2 separate regions of the Bombyx mori genome follow, and region 2 is linked to region 1. Evidence: chromatin contacts called from public Hi-C data. All regions are on one chromosome and are shown on one strand. Each heading gives the region's core, a stretch centred on a gene start, on an enhancer-like site or on the middle of the called end of the contact. The rest is flanking DNA. Distances are from core to core; before and after follow the strand shown.

Region 1 (2,700 bases), core at 176-2,675:
ACATATAATGAAATACTCATAAAAGCACTCAACGTTTTTATTTCCTTGGTCCGACTTCCATGGTTTTGTAATAAGAATGTTCAATATCCATTGTGGCTTAGTGTATTCATTTTCTCCGAAAAACCGAACGGCGCTTTGTGACTTGCGGCAGCAAAATTTGCTGGACCAGTGAAATGGATAAATATTATAATAAGCGTAAACAACAAAATTATTGTTTTATACTATTAAATTATTGATTCAAGACGTCATGAATGAAAAATATATTGTTAAGAGTGAACTTTCAATTAGAAATAAATATAAAATTAAATTAATGCAAGATCTTTTCTTAAGATCTAACTTTTAATTCCGTAAATGAATGAAAAAAATCACGATCATTCAAATTCTGAGATGCGCCACAACTGAGCCACACATCTATTTCATCTTCCAGTAAAAGAACGGCTGTTTACCACTTATTTCGTTTCTTTTACACTCTTTTGTTCGGAAGTGAAGAAGCTCTGTGCTTGTGAATATAATGTTTCTCATTGTTAGGAAGTTAATATTTAAGCTGAACGAAATTCATATCCATTGTGTACCACAAACGCTGCCTTCAGTTTGGTAAGAATAAAAGTGATCGCTAGTTTTTTTTTATTGGCGCATTTTATTGGCGTGTTTTTTATAGGAACAGTGTTAGTAGTTTGTTTATCCATTGCTAGACCGGATAATACCTACTAAAACCGAGCAAGGGCTCATAACTCTTATTGTAAGCTATATATTTTTGTAATGATCTGGTAAAAGTTTATTGAAAAAAAATATTTACATCTACTAATGGTTTCAAAGTAAATTAAAATTATTGTCTTAGATATAAATAGGCATTTAGTTTAAATTAGAAATCCGTGGGTTGCGGGATGGTTTATTCCCGAAAAGGTGTTTGCGTTAAAGTAACCGAACCGAATGATCATGGTTCTATACTCTTCGCATATACGAGTGTTACTGTGTTACTTATAATATTTGCTATGTGTATGTGCTATAATTCTCATGTTGTATTTATTATTTTAGTTATGTGTTATTTGTTCTACACAAACTCATCACTTTTTATTATTATTCTCATTATCCTCTCGCAGGTCTGCTGGAAGAGATTTCTCAAAGAAATAAACAGTGCCTTTGTACATAAATTTCCTATTACTCTGTACTGTGTCTTGTTTTCTGTGTGTACATAAATAAATAAATAAATAAATAAAAATTACTTAGAATAAAATACACGGGTAATGAAACGTTTACGTCAGAAAACATCAATATTCACAAAACTCAAAAAGAGCACAAATATACACCAAATCGTTTCAAATCGAAAAACAATAGATAATTGACAAGCGACATTGCTGAGAATGGCGAGCGTGAGTGGTGGATGAAACTCGCCGTGTGTCGACCTTGGATGACGTTACGTTTTCCTACTTCACTTCCTGCTTTATACCATCTCGGTTTGTCTTGAATCGAGATGTGGCGCTCTACTCGTATGTGTGTACCTATACTAATATATAAATCTACAGTGGTTTTTACGGATGTACCGTTATAACTACTGAACCATGCATCCGATTGACTTGAAACTTGGTATTCATGTAGAAAATACATGTACTTAATGGATAGGCTAATATTTATATGAGTGTCGGACTCCCTAATAATAATGACAATAAATAATAATGTTAATTTTAAATGCCCAGCGAAGCGGGCGAGTACAGCTAGTGTACATATAAAACTTAATACATACGTTTTCTACTTAGGTATAATTTATTACACTACATTACTATAATTACTAATTAACAATGTAGTTAGTAAATGTTTATTCCAAAGGAATTAATAACAATAATAAACAAGCTTTTACCAAGTTTAAAAAGGTTGTATTCTACTTACCTATTATTTCGATGTGATAATCTCAATTCGACCACTAGTACACATATGAATATATACAGTCGTGGTCAACTAATTAGGGACGATCTCTAGTTAAGCCAAATTGTGAATTTTTTTTTTATTTTCCAACGAGTCTTAGCAATATTCAATATCTTTTACATGTAAGTGTAATTAGTCATTTATGTGCGCGATTATACAAACAATAACAACTTCTTAAACATTAAACCTCTTTACAGTATAGCTGATACATTATCATAGTGCTACTGGTTCAAAGAATGCTGGCTGGCCATTTAATTAGGGACACTGAGGTATTGCGTTCTAATTTCATAATTGGAATTTTAATACTTTTTTGTTTCTTTTCTTATTGTTTAGTGGTCGTTTTGGCGGCAATCCAGATTTTTTATTTTAAGTTTTGAGAATTATTTTGAAGAAAAATGGGCAAAATAAAAGTTGCGATCCAACACTACGAAAAATTATCATGAAGTTTGTCGAGCGTGGTTGGTCATACCGAAGGATAGCACAACATTTAAATTGTTTAAAAACTATGGTATGCAATGCAGTGCAACATTTCAAGCGCTATAACACAGCTTTAAATGTGTTCAGAACAAAAAGATCGAGAAAAACGACTCCGCAAGAAGATAGAATGATAACCAGGTTAGCTAAGAAAGATCCGTTTCTAGGCTCTATTTTAATTAAACACGAAGTGTTTGGGGCAAACGAAAGAGCCGGTGTATCTGCGAGAACCGTTCGACGACGTTTGGTAGAAGCAGGGTTGTTCGGAAGAGTGGCTCGCAAAGGACCGTTGTTGAAGAAAGAACA
Region 2 (2,700 bases), core at 69-2,568, 55 kb before region 1:
TCCTAATTTGAAAACGATAAATGAGTCGACTATTATTAAAGCCGGCAATGTGACTTTTGGACAATTATTGGTAAATCAGAAAAACGAATTATTGACTTTGTATTCCATTGGCAGTCACAAAACTCTTCTGAACCACATCTTAGATAAATTACAGGTTAATTATTAACCTTTATTTAATGCAGGTTTTGAACCGTATTCTTTGAAGGAGACGATTATATTCAAATCAATCTGTATTGACATATCAATAACATTTTTTTGTCCAAATGCACAGATTGCCACCTTTGATAATAGACGACTCAAATATGAGGTTTAACTTTGATACTGTGTATTATATTTAAATAAAAAACAAACAACATAAAATTTCAGAGCGCAATCAACTACTCCGTGCAGGAGAGCTCAATCTATGAGGATTTTATTCTGCGGTTATTTCATTAACACCACATGTTGATTCCCCAGTGCACTGTCGTAAACGTTCGTCATAACTAACTAAGATAACGGTATGTTATTGTTAAGAGACCACCAGGCCAGCTTGTACTCCCCCGCGACGCAGCGCCCTAATCTTAGTTCGTCACCTATATTTGTATATCGATAAACATTTTTAAAACATTCGAACAGGAGTGTACCACATGTGCTGCCGGTGCCACCTGACCTCAGAGAGCTTTCCCACGCAACGGGTATCTTCCACCTTTCAAAACGTAAACCAAAACTTTAACGTTTACGCCCTTATGAAATTTGAGTTTAGAAATGTGTCGTTACTGTAATATACACACGTGACTGGTTCTCGGCTTTGAAGTTCGTTCAGGAGCAAATGTCTCGGTTGCAGTGAGCCTTAAAAGGTTTTTTTTTGTTGTTTCTAAATGATCTGTTGATTGTTTTTTAATTTATTTTGTCGTTCAACGACGTCATGTGGTTCCAATCAGAGAAAGTTGGATCTTTTAATTTTTTTGTAATCGATTATTGGTGAGAGTGTGAGTATGAGTGAATCTAATAAAAACATTAGATTATATATTTTATAGTTTTATATGCTCTGAACTCCAACGCTGTGTTAGAAAAAGACTAGTTTTTTTAGAATAAAGAATAAAGATTAATAACTAGTTTTTAGACAGGTGGGCGAGCAAAGGCTCAGCCAGGAGGGGGGTACAATATTAGTAAATTATTATGTTATTAATGATTTTGTCTTAATAGTCCGCTTATAATAAATGGAACAAGTAAACTGTAGTAAGTAAATCATTATTTGAAAAGGGGAAATAGTCCCATCGCCCAAAGCGCATTGACTTGCGCCAAGTAATGAGTACATACATCGGACATCCCGCTGCGCGTACTCGTGCCGACCCAAATTATTGCAACATCTGTCGACGTATACAATGAAAGGAGCTCTTTCAATAACAATGCAAAACATTTTAATGTTTAAAGAATATTATCACGCAATTATTTAAGTAAAAATGTAGGTATGCTTAATAAAACTGATAAATCAGAATGGAATATATTAGATTCGTCAGTCAGTAAACTCAATATATGTAATTCAAGAATATAAACAATCAATAAAACACCCGAACGAAATTAACATCTATTGTTTATGAACTTTGAATCAATTATGATCATAGTTAAGTTCGTGAACTTAAATATTCACAAAAAAAGACGGAAACGACGTCAGTTACGTCCACAAGCACGAAACACCGAGACAACTACTATTATTCATTTTGAAACAGTCAACCGTCAAGTCAGGAACTAAACGAATTCAGCTATTAATTACTCTCGAGTCGTATTCCATCCGACGAGGAAGCGCGCTCGGCTCGGCGCGGCGGTCGCTGACGTCACACACAGAATTAACCCGATTCCGAGAATTGAACCGTTGTATGTCAGTGCACTTGTCTTGATCGACGGCACACGTGTGTACATACTACATTGTGTTCATATTCTCTGACGTTACAAGAAGTGGAGGGTAACCATACGATAATAAACTACTAGATACGTTTAACTGTCTTCGTTAGTTACAGCTGACGCGTGATTACTATTTATTTATTACATTAGTTACATACATTGGATATTTTATAGCTTATTAAATATCTCTACAGATTTGAATATAAGGGCTATAATTAAAAGTAAAAACTGATAAATTACGTTGCAGCACTCAACACTTTTTAATTCATTATATTGAAATAAGTTTCCAGTCCGATAAACACTCTCAAATTCTAAACAATTTTTTTTTATGATGCGCCTTCCGAACCATTTACTGATTCGGCAAAATAAGGTTGCTACCAGCTCGTTGCGGCCTCTAAACACAGCCCAGTCTTACGAACAGAAGCACTTAGCAATGGTATGTATTGTAAATGATACGCACAATTGCTAGGTTCTGCTTGTGACAATACAGTAATAATTCTGCTATCGTTGACCTCAATTGATAGTGAATCTGGACGGTGCATCACCCTTGAACGGTTAATTATTGTACATTATTAGCAGTAGTTTTATTTATTTATTTTTTATTGCATAGATAGGTGGCCTCACAGTCCCTCTGGTGTTAAGTGGTTACCGGAGCCCATAGATATTTACAATGTAAATGCCGCCACCCAGCTTGAGAAATGAGTTCTAAGGTCTCAGTATATAGTATTAGTATAGTACCGACGGCTGCCCCACCCTTCAAACCGAAACGCATTACTGCTTCGCGGCAGAAATAAGCAGGGTGTTGGTACCTACCCGTGC

The links. Hi-C and Micro-C count contacts between places; a contact is called where the count stands out from the background.
Region 2: a Hi-C map of middle silk gland shows a contact between it and region 1, with 1.8 times the contacts expected there. The contact joins two enhancer-like sites. A contact is called at or near these places in 3 of 7 Hi-C or Micro-C datasets (middle silk gland and whole pupa).

Annotation. Positions count from the first base shown.
Region 1 is chr13:10,470,171-10,472,870 of ASM3026992v2, reverse strand. No RefSeq gene overlaps it. Among protein-coding and RNA genes, the nearest start is that of BmEts2, 16 kb to the right of the region's middle. Within about 2 kb of position 1,425, at least 2 of the 8 cell types and tissues checked have open chromatin away from gene starts, as enhancers often do.
Region 2 is chr13:10,525,554-10,528,253 of ASM3026992v2, reverse strand. No RefSeq gene overlaps it. Among protein-coding and RNA genes, the nearest start is that of LOC134199995, 5.5 kb to the right of the region's middle. Within about 2 kb of position 1,318, at least 8 of the 8 cell types and tissues checked have open chromatin away from gene starts, as enhancers often do.